2 separate regions of the Rattus norvegicus genome follow, and region 2 is linked to region 1. The links are chromatin contacts, called in public Hi-C maps. All regions are on one chromosome and are shown on one strand. Each heading gives the region's core, a stretch centred on a gene start, on an enhancer-like site or on the middle of the called end of the contact. The rest is flanking DNA. Distances are from core to core; before and after follow the strand shown. Region 1 has its middle 6.9 kb from the start of Sh2b3. Region 2 holds the start of Atxn2 (ataxin 2).

What was found. Hi-C and Micro-C count contacts between places; a contact is called where the count stands out from the background.
Region 2: a contact with region 1 is called in a Hi-C map of psoas muscle, with 2.3 times the contacts expected there. The contact joins the promoter of Atxn2 here to the enhancer-like site in region 1.

What each region holds. Positions count from the first base shown.
Region 1 is chr12:40,382,067-40,389,460 of GRCr8, reverse strand. No RefSeq gene overlaps it. Among named protein-coding and RNA genes, the nearest start is that of Sh2b3, 6.9 kb to the left of the region's middle. Within about 2 kb of position 4,055, at least 24 of the 93 cell types and tissues checked have an H3K27ac peak or open chromatin away from gene starts, as enhancers often do.
Region 2 is chr12:40,504,295-40,511,435 of GRCr8, reverse strand. It overlaps Atxn2 (ataxin 2), which reads left to right and starts at 1,764. Exons shown (of 25, transcript NM_001419737.1): 1 at 1,764-2,195. The coding sequence starts at 2,005.

The DNA.
Region 1 (7,394 bases), core at 2,806-5,305:
CCAGGGCCCCAGAGTGAAGGAAACCTGTCTCTAGAGAAAAGACCTGAGAAACTACTGCTTGAAGTATACGAACCAAGGGCTTCTAACTGAACAAAAAACTCTCGTCGGTTTGCCCAGGCTAGCCTTAGACTTAGTCAAGGAAGGCATTCAACTCATCCTCCTCCTGTCACCGCCTTCTGAGTAGCTGAGGTAAGAGCTTGTGCTGCCAGAGTTGGCTTTGTTTCTGGGTTTTTGAGACAAGAGTTTTGCTGTGTTGCCCAGGTGGCCTCAGACTTGTAATCCCCCAGCCTCTGTCTTACCCATGCTAAGCAGCAACAGGTGTGAACCTCCAAACCCACCTGGTACGTATGATTTTAATGTTTATTAAAATGTGCAGCTGGGGCTGGAGAGATGGCTCAGTGGTTAGAGCACTGACTGCTCTTCTAGAGGTCCTGAGTTCAATTCCCAGCAACCACATAGTGGCTCACAGCCATTTATAACAGGATCTGATGCCCTCTTCTGGTGTGACTGAAGACAGCTAGAGTGTACCCAAATTCATTAAGTAAATAAAATCATTAAAAAAAAAAATGTGCAGCTCAAGCTGCCACGATGCCTCACATGTGTGATGACAGCACTCTGGAGGAAGAGGCAGGAGGATCACCCTGAGTCTGGGCCAGCCAGAGTGCATAGTAAGACTCTGTGCCAAAAAAGAAATGAAATGTACAGCTGGCAGGCCAGGGCACACTTATAAATCCAGCAGGGGGGAGGCAGAAACAGTCAGGAGGACCTCATCAGTGTGGATAGTACCCCTGCTTCATGAAGAGGAGAGTCCCTCAGGCCACCAACTCTGGGCGAACATGGGAGGACACCATCTTGAGGAGTTGGTTAGCTGGGCCTCCTTAAGAGAACCCATCAAGGGGCTGGAGAGATGGCTCAGTGGTTAAAAGAACTGATTGTTCTTGCAGAGGTCCTGAGTTCAATTCTTGGCAACCACATGGTGGCTCACAACCATCTGTAATGAGATCCGATGCCCTCTTCTGGTGTGTCTGAAAACAGCTACAGTTATACATGAAATAAAATAATAAATCTTAAAAAAGCAAGGAAAAGGGGGCTGGAGAGATGGCTCAGTGGTTAAGAGCACCCCACTGTTCTTCCAGAGGTCATGAGTTCAATTCCCAGCAACCACATGGTGGCTCACAACCATCTGTAAAGAGATCCGATGCCCTCTTCTGGTGTGTCTGAAGACAGCTACAGTGTACTTATATATAATAAATGAATAAATCTTTTTTTAAAAAAGATTTTATTTATTTCATGTATGTGAGCACACTGTAGCTGTCTTCAGACACACCAGAAGAGGGCATCAGATCCCACTGGATCCCAGATGGTTGTAAGCCACCATGTGGTTGCTGGGAATTGAACTCAGGACCTCTGGAAGAGCAGTCAGTGCTCTTAACCGCTGAGCCATCTCTCCAGCCCCGAAATGAATAAATCTCAAAAAAAAAAAAAAGCAAGGAAAAAAAAGAGTACCCAGCAAAGTACCCCAGTAGCTCCCACTTTTGAGTTTTGTTTTCAAAGGGTCTTGCTGTGTACCCCAGGCTGTCCTCAAGTCCACAGCAATCTTGCCACAGCTCCCCAAATGTTAGGATTACAGGTGTGTGCCACCATGACTGACTTCCAGCCCTTTTAAAAATTAGTACTTAGGGCTGGAGAGATGGCTCAGCGGTTAAGAGCACTGACTGCTCTTCCAGAGGTCCTGAGTTCAATTCCCAGCAGCCACATGGTGGCTCACAACCATCTGTAATGGGATCTGATGCCCTCTTCTGGTGTGTCTGAAGACAGCGACACTGTACTGATACATAAAATAAAGATTTATGTCTTTAAAAAAAATTAGTATTTGGGGTTGGGGATTTAGCTCAGTGGTAGAGCGCTTGCCTAGCAAGCGGAAGGCCGTGGGTTCGGTCCCCAGCTCCAAAAAAAAGAAAAAAATTAGTATTTATTACCCGGTAGTGGTGGCACATGCCTTTAATCCCAGCACTCAGGAGGCAGAGGCTGACAGATCTCTGAGTTCAAGGCCAGTCTGGTCTACAAAGTGAGTTCCAGGACAGCCAGGGTTACACAGAGAAGATCTGTCTCAAGCAACAATGACAAAAGTATTTATAAAGAGAAGTGAAAAATTACATATGAATGAAAATTTCAAAAAATTAAATTTAAAATAGTAAGAAAATCTTTATGGGGATGCAGAGGTTAAGAGCACTGGCTGCTCTTCCAGAGGTCCTGAGTTCAAATCCCAGCAACCACATGGTGGCTCACAACCATCTGTAATGGGATCTGATGCCTTCTTCTGGTGTCTCTGAAGACAGCTACTGTGTACTTATATATAATACATAAATCTTTAAAAATAAAAAATATTTCTCTATTTATTTTGGGTTGTTGAGATGGCCCAGCAGAGGAGGGCGACCTGAGTCCTATCTCTGGGACCCCCATAGGAGAAGGAACAATTGACTCCCATATGTTGTCCCCTGACCTCCACACAGTTGCCATGACAATGACCTGAAACTCTTGATCCTCCTGCCTCAGCCTCCCCAACTGCCGATGTCAAAGGAAATGTCCAGCTGCCAAGCTCAGATTCCATTTGAGACTTCACCGTCCTTCATGACCTTGAGTCCCAACTCCTGAAACCGAATCTGAATTTCCAAAACCATGTGACAATCAAGGAGAATTACCTAAGAAAGGCCCCGGGGCGGGGGTGGGGTGGGGTGGGGCAGTTTGTTACACAGCAATTGCTAGCTAATACCCTAAGAAGGTCCTGTGGCGGTCACCTACTCTGCTCCCCATACTTGGATTCAGCAATGGCTGAAAGAGCTCAGAGGGGGGCTGGAGAGATGGCTCAGCAGTTAAGAGCACCCGACTGCTCTTCCAGAGGTCCTGAGTTCAATTCCCAGCAACCACATGGTGGCTCACAACCATCTGTAAAGAGATCCGATGCCCTCTTCTGGTGTGTCTGAAGACAGCTACAGTGTACTTATATGTAATAAATGAATAAATCTAAAAAAAAAAAAAAAAAAAAGAGCTCAGAGGGCAGCTTTGGCCTTGGCATAGATTACGCACTCTGCTGGAGTGTGTGCACCAGGCACTCCGACCTCCCAAGCAGGATTCCGGTGGGTCTGATCTGCTGAGCTAAGGAACCAGATTCCTCTGCTTCCTCTCTGGGGCTAGGGTTCCCTTTTCTGTGCCTTCCACGTGAAATCTGCCCCAAGCCCTTGTTCAATACAAGTATAGGCTGGTGTCATGCTCGAACTATGTGTGCCCAGCCAAGGCCATGCCTGTCCTGAAGGAAGGGGCTATTTGTTCATTTGCCCTGTGCTTCTGAAGAAACTGAGGCCCAGAGCCAAAGTCACACAGATGTTGAGAGACTGAAGCAGTCTCTGCTCGGGGCTCTCTCATCTACTGTACCCGGCGCTGGAAATAAAGAGAAATAGGAGAATAATTAATGATGTGTTTGTGTTAGCTTCGAGACTGTAGCTTAAGCTATCCTGGAACTCACTAAGTAGCTCAGGATGGCTGTGAACTTGCAGCCTCCTGCCTGAGTGTTGGGTTAACAGATGTGGGCCATCTCGCCTGGGTCCTGTGGAAACGATTTGGAGGGTTTTCCACAGGTTCATAGCTTGCTTGGCCAACAACCTTATGCAGGGGAAGGGGGCTGCTCTACTCCTCTTGATGGAGGAAGAAATTGAGGCACAGAAACGGAGGTGCCCTCTCCAAGACCCACAACGGGCCACCAGGAACCTGCACCCCGCTACCCTCGCCCCACCCGTGGCTCCTGGTCTTGGCTTCAGCCCAATCCTGGCCAGCACCCGGCCTCAGGGAAGCGCAGCCGCCCCCTCTTCCGCCAGCCCTGGGAATCTGGTTTCTGGGGAAGTGACTCAGTGCCCTGAGGCCCCTCGAGGCTCGTCCACTTCCAATCCTGGTAATTAAAGGCCCTAATTGCTCCGCAGTTTGAAGACTCGGGTCCTCTCCCCGACCGGCGCCCGCTTCCTGGGCTGGAGTCTGACGACTACAGCAGTCACGAGGCTCGCGCGCCCTCTGCTGGTCTTGGGCGGCCGCGCAGCTGCCGCCTGCCTCCCTGAGACCCGGACCCTCGGGCTACAGCGCCACCAAAGGTGGAAGACGTGGGTTTCAAGAGAGTTCTCTCCCTTAGAAGGCGCTTTTCCAAATCAATCAATCAATCGATCATTCAATCAATGATTAATGAATATATGAATGAATAAATAAATAAATAAATAAATAAATAAATAATCATTTATCTGGTTCCCCATTCATCACCTTTCTTTGGACAGAGCTTGAGAGGAGGGGAGGATACTGGGGACCTTGGCTTCACCCCAGCGACTTAGTATCCTCTGGTCTTCATTTCCTCATCCGTCATCCATAAAGCAAGGATAAGAAAGAACTCCAAGGGCTGGAGAGATGGCTCAGCGGTTAAGAGCACCCGACTGCTCTTCCAGAGGTCATGAGTTCAATTCCCAGCAACCACATGGTGGCTCACAACCATCTGTAAAGAGATCCGATGCCCTCTTCTGGTGTATCTGAAGACAGCTACAGTGTACTTATATATAATAAATAAATAAATCTTTAAAAAAAAAAAAAAAAAAGAACTCCAAGCCGGGCATGGTGGCACACACCTTTAATCCCTACACTCAGGAGGTAGAGGCAGGTGGCTCTCTGTGCCAGCCAGAACTACCTCATGAGAGACCCTGCCGAAACAGAGCAAACCACAAATGAGGAAATAAGTACTCTACGTGGTTGGGTTGTAGGGGGAAACTGAGGCAAAGGTTTCAACGTGGCAATCTGTTACATGATAGGTGCTCAGTCCATGCCATTGATACAAGGCATCAATCTGGGGATGCCCTGCCTGCCCATGCACACTCTACAACCCTCCATAGCTCCCCCACTACCTCAGACTCATCCGTACTTGCAAAACACCCACACCCAGGCTAAGGGACCCCTCTGTCTCATTCTCCCAGACTCTGCTACGCTGTTCCATATCTTCTCCCTTTCTCCTGTGTGGTCAACTCCTACACACCCTTCAAAACCACCTGAAAAGGGACCTCCACCTAAAGACAGCCCTAGTCCCCTGGGGGTGTAGCTTTCAGTGACAGAGGGTTGCCATGACTCATTCACTTGCCTGTGTTACAGGAAGGATGGAGTTGCTGCTCTAATCTCTCTGATTAGGCTGGCACTCCTTGCAGAGTCACGGTGGCCTTGGTGTCACACTGCATTCCTTATGACAGCTGAGTAACATTCCATCCTGTGGATGTACCACACCCATGTTGAAGCCTGGGGGTGGGGAGAGGGTGCAACCCGGGTGCTAAAGCACTCAGCCATCCTCAGTGCTGCAGGAACAAACAACTCTAGAGACAACAAATGACCCCAGGAGGCACAATGGCAGGCTGTTGGAAGCCGGTGACCCTAGATCCCAGGTTGGGGACAGCAGGTGGCCCACCACCTCCCTAAGCCTCAATCCCTCATCTGTAAAGTGAGGGAGAGAGCAGCACACACCTGCCCTAGTCAAGTCCCTGCTGCTACCATGCAACCTCAGGACCACAATCAAGATGGGGAGGAAAGGGTTTATCTGGTTCACACTAGCACATCCGAATCTACCACTGAAGGAAATCTTCAAGTCCTTACAAATCTGCTCCTGAAGTGGAGGGCTCTGGTCTTTCCTGTCCTGGGCCAGCTCCAGGGGAAGGCTTTGTGGTTGGGCAGTCTCAGGTTTCCTCCTGTCCCCACCAGGACAATTCCGCATGCTGGTGCCTAGCTCTATTTTTTTTTTTTTTGGATATTTTTTTATTTACATTTCAAATGTTATTCTCTTTCCCAGTTTCCCCGGATATAAGCCCCCCTATCCTATCCCCCTCCCCTTCTTCTATAAGGGTGTTCCCCTCCCCATCCACTCCCCCCTCCCATCTACACAATGGAGTACTACTCAGCTATCAAAAACAATGACTTCATGAAATTCATAGGCAAATGGCTGGAACTAGAAAATATCATCCTAAGTGAGATAACCCAAGCACAGAAAAACACACATGGTATGCACTCATTGATAAGTGAATATTGGCCCAAAAGCTTGGATTACCCAAGGTGCAATCCATGGACCACATGAAACTCAAGAAGAAGGATGACCAAAGTGCGGATGCTTCGCTCCTTTTTTTTTTTTCTATTTTTCGGAGCTGGGGACCGAACCCAGGGCCTTGCGTTTGCTAGGCAAGCGCTCTACCACTGAGCTAAATCCCCAACCCGCTTCACTCCTTCTTAAAAGGGGGAACAAAAATAGTCATAGGAGGGGATATGGAGGCAAAGTTTGGAGCAGAGACAAGGAATGGTCATTCAAAGCCTGTCCCACATGTGGCTCATATATATACAGCCACCAAAACTAGATTGATGAAGCAAAGAAGTGCATGCTGACAGGAGCCTCAGCTGTCTCCTGAGAGGCACAGCCAGAGCATGTCAAATACAGAGGCGAATGCTAGCAGCCAACCATTGAATTGAGAATGGGGTCCCCGTTGGAGGGTTAGAGAAAGGATCGAAAGAGCTGAAGGGGTTTGCAATCCCATAAGAACAACAATGCTGGGGTTGGGGATTTAGCTCAGTGGTAGAGCGGCTTGCCTAGCAACCGCAAGGCCCTGGATTCGGTCCCCAGCTCCAAAAAAAAAAAAAAAAAAAAAAAAAAACCAACAAGGCCAACCGACCTGAGCTCCCCAGGACTAAACCACTACCCAAAAAGTACACATGGGTGCCTGGCTCTTTATCTGGACTCTGCTTCTGAACTAAGGTCGTCATACTTGCACAGCAAGTGTCTTATTAACTGACCGTCTCCTGAGCCCCAACCGTATGGACTTTTAAAATATTACACTTTTCTTTTCTGTTGTGCTCCCCCTCCACACACACACACACACAGGTGAAGTCCCAGGGCAACTGTGGGGAGTGGATTCTTCCCTTACACCCTGTGGATCCTGGAGATCCGACTCAAGTTGTGAGTCTCAGTGGTTCCTTGACCTATTGAGCCGTCTCATTGGCCTCTCCTGGAGATCCTTTTTTTTTTTTTTTTTTTAAACTTATTTTCTGAGTACGTGGGACAGTAGGATGCTCTCTAAATGCTACCGGCTGAGGGACTGACTGGAAGGAAGGCAGGTACTGAACTCAGTAAGAAGAAGGGTTGGGGGGTCATCTGCCCCCTTGAAGAGGAAGTGACCCAGTGAAGGGATCGGTACTGGAGGATGTGGGCAGTCTTCCTGGAACAGCACGCAGGAAGAGGTCTGGGGCACAGAGCATTCTGGAACATAGGGAGGGCGGCGGGTGGCAGAGGATAGGAGAACACAGAGGAAGCTGTGAAGAGGTTGGAGGGGTGGCCAGAGCCA
Region 2 (7,141 bases), core at 515-3,014, 120 kb before region 1:
TGTGAGTTCCAGAACAGCAGGGCTACACAGAGAAACACTGTCTCGAAAAACCAAACAAGAACAAGAATGAAAACCACCACCACCAAGGTCATACTTATTGCTTATATATGTGTGGGCACACAACTGGCACAGTCCAAGAGAGGAGATCTGGGGACAATTCCAAGGAGTCAAGTTTTCTTCTTCCACATGTGATCTCCAGGGATAAGAGTTAGAAGGTGAGCTTCTTCCGCGGCTTGGGCCTTTACCTTCTGAGCTGTCTGCTAGCTACTTTTTAATCTATGTAGACCCAGCAAGTCTGGAACTCAGAGATCCAGTATCTGTCCAGTGTTGGGATTAAAGCCATGTGCCGTAACCAGGGTTCACTGCTCATTTAATTGTCCTGGGTCTCTATTTTTTTCTTTTCTTTTTTTTCGGAGCTGGGGACCGAACCCAGGGCCTTGCGCTTGCTAGGCCAGCGCTCTACCACTGAGCTAAATCCCTAACCCCTATCCTGGGTCTCTTGTAGGTTAGCCTGGCCTAGAGAATTCCCTTGTGTAGGTGAGGATGACCTTGACCGGCTAATCCTGCCTCCATTTCCTAAATTCATACATTAAAGGCATGAACACCATGCCTGCCTTTAATTCCCGGGAATGATTTTAATAGATTGACTCGGATTTTGCTGTCCTCTGCCCATCATCCCCTTAAGCAATTTCACTTAAAAAAACAAAAAGAAAAAAAACCCAAAAAACCAACTAAACTCATTGCAAAAAGTTACCCATTTGCTTCCAATTTAATTACAACACCTTAAAAAAAAAAAAAGGGCTAGTTTGGTGGCCTTCCCGAGTTAAAGTAAAACTTTTTAAAAGGGGTCAAGGTCTAAAGTTGACATTTTTGCGAGGTCTCCAATGAGGGAGACCCCATTATCCACGGTAAGACCCCCATTACCCAGCTCTACCAATCACGTCCATTTCCCTTTGGAGTCGCCTGAAGGAGGAGTAAGACGTTCCAGTGAGGGGAAAAAAGGGTTCAAATGAAGGTCAGATACCCAACAGTTCGCTGGGGTGAATAAAGTGGGGCAAAGTGAAGCAGCTGGCGGTGGCTTCAGTGGTGGCAAGCTTCCCACGCTGGCAGGGAAACCAAGCACGCAGTGGCACCTGGGGGCCTACTGTGTGCCAGGCCCGAATGCAGGTCTCCGCCCCGAAGGCGCCCGCGGGCCATCCTCTATGTTGCATCTGGTGGGGGGGAAACCAAGGTCCCCGAAGGGGGCTGAGGACACCCGGGCAGCCCACGGTGCCCGTCCGCGAAGCAGGGCCAGCGGCCGAAGACAAGCATTCCCTCCTCGAAGGGCAGACCCGCCTCAGCGAGGGCGGATCCCCCACGGCCCTACCCCGACCCCGGAGAGCGAACGCGGCCCAGCGCTGCGCCCGCTCCTCACGTGTCCCCGATCGGCCCCCGAGCCGTCTCACGTTCGACTTCCGCCTGACCCTTCCGACTTCCGGTAAAGAGTCCCCCCCGCTCTGTTTCGCATCTCCGCGCCCTCCAGGCCGCGTCGCCCCGTACGCGTCCGCGAGCCCGGCTCCCATGCGTCCGTCGACAGACGCCGCTCAGCGGCCCGCGGCAGGCCCCGAGCCGCGCCGCCTGTCGGGCTGGGCCGCGCGGCGCTCGCTCCCGCGGACGGCGCGGCGCGGCGGGCGGGGCGGCGCGGTAGCATATCCCTCCGCCGGCCCTCCCCCGCGCGGCCCCGGCGCCCCTCCCCGCGGGCCGCGCTCGCCGCCCTGCGCCTCAGACTGTTTTGGTAGCAACGGCAACGGCGCGTCCCGGCCCGGCTCCCGGCGGCTGTTCGGTGTCTGCGGGCCTCCCCGCCCCTTCGTCGTCGTCCTGCTGCCTCTGGCACCCGCGACCGCGCCAGCCCGCGCCTGCCCGCTCGGCGTCCGCGCGTCCCCGCCGCGCTCCGGCGTCTCCTCAGCGCGCCCGGCTCCCGGCTGTCCCCGCCCGGCGTGCGAGCCGGTGTATGGGCCGCTCACCATGTCGCTGAAGCCGCAGCCGCAGCCGCCCGCGCCCGCCAGTGGCCGCAAGCCCGGCGGCGGCCTGCTCTCGTCGCCCGGCGCCGCGCCGGCCTCGGCCGCGTCGACCTCGTCTTCCGTGGTGCCGGCCCCTGCCGCGCCGGTGGCGTCTTCCTCGGCGGTCGCGGGCGGCGGGCGTCCCGGCCTGGGCAGGTGGGTGTCGGCTCCCCAGCCCCCTCCGCGCCCGCCTGGCCGATCCCGCGCCGCTCGTCCCCTCCCCCGCCTCGCCCCGTGACCGGCCGGCGTAGCGATGGGCCGGGGGCCCGCGGAGGGGCGGGAGGCGCCGGCAGATCCTTCGGGCTTCTCAGGCCGTGTCCAGCCTCCCGCACCATCGCGTCCCCTCCCCCCAGACGGCCAAGATGGACGGCCCGGGCGGCCCCCTGCCCCTCGCGTGTGTGCTAGGGGCGATTGGTCTCCCCGCCCCACCCCCTTGCTGGGTCCCCTGCCTGTGATGGAAGAGCGGCTGAGCCAGGGTGCAGGTCGCAGGGGGACCCTCTCCTGAAATGAGCCTCACTGCTGGGTGGGGAGTCGGGAGGGAGGAGGGGAGATTGAGGCCCAGCCGCCCCAGGTAGGGTCAGCCGGGTGTCCTGCATATTCCCGCCTCGCAGACCCTGGGAAGGTGGGCGACCGAGGCGAGGTGGGTGGCCAGCGGCCTTGCGCACCCATCCCCCTTTAGATCTGGGGCGGCGGGGTTCCCGCAGCGGGCTGTCCTCCCCCAGCTGGGGAAGGGGTGGGAGTGCCCTGCTCCCTCCAGGCCCGCCTCCCTCCTTCCCCGCAAGGTCCCCTGCGCGCGGGTGGTGGCCGATCCGCATTGCTGTTTCTCGTCCGCGGAGCAGAAGGCGCCTTTGAATAGAGGTGGGCGAGGGCCGGACTCGAGAGGTGGGTTGGCGGCGGGCACCGGACACGCAGCTCATTTTCCCTCCCAACCCCTGTCCCAGTTCCTGAAATTTTTAGGGGTGAGGAGCCTCCACAGAGGAGTTGGTGCGGGTCCCGAAGGCAACGACGCGAGTGTTGGCTTGCGCCCTCGGCCCCCTTTCCCCTTCCCTGGGCCCGATTTCGTTGGTAGGAGCTGGAGGAGGCTGGGTGCTGTCCTGTGTGACTGGGCTTGACTCTGGAGGGTGTGTGCGCGCGGGGGTGGGGAGGGGTGGGGGTGCTTGTCAGTTCGTATTTCACGAACTAAGAAAATGCTTAGTGTTAAAACGGAGAGGCAAATGCCAATAGACTCCATTCCATTGTGGCCGGTGTCCTTAACTTGGGAAACGCCGCCGCCAGAGCTTACCAAGGGCATGCAAGTCCATTTCCCCTGTGTCCCTGTGTAACAGGCACTACTGTGCCTCCCTCTGGCCTAGGCCTGGCTGGCAGGGCCTCCTTAAATAGACATCCAGGACTTAGGAGGTGGGCAAGGGGAGTTTTCTTGTTTGGAGTTTTCTTAGCCCCATTGTCCAGCTGTCCATTTCCAGAGAGTTCCTGTACAGCAGAAGTTAACCCGCAGGGTGAATCAGAGCCGGGTTTTAAGGAGTTCTTCTGGGAACAGTATGTGTTTTACTTTATTCCCCCACACTCCCAATTTTCCCAAGCATGAGGCCTTTCAAACCCTTCTTAACCCGCCTCGTTCAAATTAAACCATCATTCTATTTCCACGGTTCTGCGAAGTTAGGGTTTGTAACTTGAGTTTCTTTTCCGTCCTTGACTTTTAGTGAAAAACGAAAAAATATTTAAATTTAACTTTAAGGATACATGTTTTTCTTTGCTTTTTTCATGTTTTAATCTTTGGTTCTCAGGAAGTGGCACGCATTTACGTTTTGTTCAAATACAGATTAAAGTTCCTGAGCCTCGCTTACTCTGTAGGCTTAAACATTAGACTGTGGCTGGCTGGACTCCACAGGGAGGGGCAGGGTATTAGGACCCCTGTCAGTCTCTGCTTTTGAGGCTCTGCAAAAGGGAAGGGCATTTAGAGCCTTCCCTGCTTTAAGTTCTCTTACTTGGCGCATAGGTTTCTTTTTAAGTTTCCTTCGTCCAATGCCTGTGCTCAGAATGGGTACTTTTGTTCTGTACAGAACCTTGGTTAACGCCATCCTCCTGTTCTTACTCTCCTCAGGGTTGTAAATGCATTGTAACTTGTAGAGTTTTGCTTGGGTTTGTGTGTGTCATTTTAAAGTAGGGCTGGCAGCATGGCTGTGGAAGGGCTATGTAGCATCGGGTGGTGGGGTGGCTCAGTGGCCCTTGCGGCCAGGCTTGTCAACCAGGATTCCCACACCTCTGCTGCCACAGCAGGAAGCAACTGACTCCTGCTGCAAGTTGTCCTCTGACCTCCACACCTGCCAGGGCATGTCCCCTCCTCCACAATAAATACACTTGAAAAGTGGCGTTGATGTTGTCATGTTTGAATTAGCAAAATGCACTTTACTGCCGCCTTAAGCACTGTTTCCTTTCTGGACCCTCCCCAACCTGGAACCCCAACCCAGGCCTTGTTTTTGCTCGAAAAGGATTTTGCTACTCAGCCAGCCTGGATCTGACTTGATTTTTGTGTGAACAGAATTTTGTGTGATTTTTGAGAACAGTTTTTTCCCATCATCACTTAGAGGCCACTTTCTTAGAAAAGAACCGTATGTGATCACTTTTTAAAAATCTTACCACAGTTGCACCCGAATCTACTTACTCTTGACTTTGACCTTTCGTGACGTCGTGCTCATGTGTGATGCAGCCTTCTTCCCCTTTAATCTGGTGACTTTCTTTTTTAAATAACTTATGCACTGAGCTAAGTTTCTACCCAACGGCTGGGGCTTTGCTCTTTGTGTTTGTGTTTTGTAGTGGTGGTGAGGTGAACTTCTTCACTAGAAGCTTTTTGCTTCATCCTAATTTTTCCCTAGAGAAAGTGGTGCCCAGGAGTGGTTTCAGTAGGTCAAGGACTCTAAGGTTTTATGGCTCTCATAAGCTGTGCCATGTTATTTCTCAGAAGGCTCAGTGGGTTCTGGAGCCAAGAAGGCAGCTCTTCAGGGGTGGGCTCTATGTACTTGTTGGATGCTGTGGGGGAGTGTTGCGTGTAACATCAGGGTCCCTCACAGACATGGCTTTCCTGTGTTTCCTGGTCATGGCTGTCTTTAGATTTATTTTATATATGTAAGTGCTTTGCCCGTTTGCATGGTAAATATACTGTATGCACGTCTAGTGTCCACAGAGGCCAGAAGAGGGCCCTGCATTCCCTAGAACTAGAGTTACAGACATCTGTGAACACTGTGTGGCTGCTGGAATCCCTGGGTCCTCTGCAAGAGTAGCCAGTGTTCTTCACCCCTGAGGCATTCATCCTGTCCCTCTTATTTCTTTTTGGATTTTCAGATTGTTTTTCTGTATATGAGTGTTATGTGTGCATATTAAAAGTGCCTGGTGCCCACAGAGGCCAGAAGTGGTCTCTGGATCCCTGGGATTGAGTCAGGGAGAGTTGTGAGGCCACCATACAGGGCCAGGTTCCTCTGCAAGGGGAACAAATGCCAGGCCTGGTGCCATACGCCTTTCATCCCAGCACTAGAGATGGGCAAGTGGATCTTTGGGGCTCGAGGTCAGCCTGGTCTCTGTAAGGAGGAGACTTATAAGTGCTCTTAACCACTTCAGCCCTTGTATTTGAGTTTTACTTGAGCTTTTTTTTTTTTTTAAAGATTTATTTATTTATTTATTTATTTATTTATTTATTTATTTATTATAAGTACACTGTAGCTGTCTTCAGACACCTGAAGAGGGCATCAGATCTCATTACAGATGGTCGTGAGCCACCATGTGGTTGCTGGGATTTGAACTCAGGACCTCTAGAAGAGCAGTCAGTGCTCTTAACCACTGATCCACCTCTCCAGCCCTTTACTTGAGCTTTTACTCAGACTGTATGTGAAGACGCTTTGGAGCCTGTAGTGTACACTGCCAGTGCAGATCCAGGATTTCTGAAGGAACTGTTCTAAAACTTTCAGGCTGTTCAAAAAAACTGTTAGACATTTTGTGTTATTAGCTGTTAGTTTATGATCACTTTTGGGGAAAACAAGTTAGCTGGTGGTGAAGTGTGTGGTAGGATTAGCTGAAGGAGGTTGAGGCAGGAGGAGGATCATGAGTTACAGGCCAGCTTGGGCTATACACATTTACAGTTTGGAGGTGATGTACACCTAACATTCTAACATTGGGGAAGCAAAGACAGGTAGCCTGTTGTACAGAACAGCCAGGGCTACACAGAGAAACCTTGTCTTGGAAAAAAACCAATTTGTTGTGCATACCTCTTGTCTGTCTGGTGCCTATGGAAGTCAGAGAGGAGGTCAGATGCCCTAGAACTGTAGTTAGGGTGGTCAAGGGATGCTGGGAACTGAACACAAGGTCCTCTGCAAGGGCAGACAGTGCTCTTAACCGCTGAGCCACCTGGCCACAACCAACCATGTATTTATTTTTTTGAGTTCAGCTTTGTTTTTGAATAGCAGGGGAAAATGACCTTGAACTTTTGGTCTGACTCCCTAGCCCCCCACCCGGCTGTTGGAATTGTAGGTGTGCACCTCATTTATGCAGTGCTGGGGTGGTCATTCAGGCTTATCTGCATGCTGGGCACACATTGTACCAATGTAGCTGCATCCTATTTGGTGAATCATGGGTTACTTCATAGAGAGGGTTTAGTGGTGTGATGGACAGCATCCGCTTTGCTTTCTTTTAAGATTTATTTTATGTATATGGGTACACTGTCACTGTCTTCAGACACACCAGAAGAGGGCATCAGATCCCATTACAGATGGTTTTGAACCACCATGTGGTTGCTGGGAGTTGAACTCAGGACCTCTGGAAGAGCAGTCGATGCTCTTAACCACTGAGCCATCTCTCCAGCCCTTGTTTGCTTTCTTTGTTTTGAGACAAAACTCTCACTATTTGTAGCCTTGGGCTTCAAGGCATGTGCCACTCCTGGCTTATAGGTTAGACATCTTTTTTTTTTTTTTTTTTTTTTTTTTTTGGTTCTTTTTTTCGGAGCTGGGGACCGAACCCAGGGCCTTGTGCTTCCTAGGTAAGCGCTCTACCACTGAGCTAAATCCCCAGCCCTAGACATCTTTTTAAAAGTACTTTTTAAGATTTATGTGTGTATG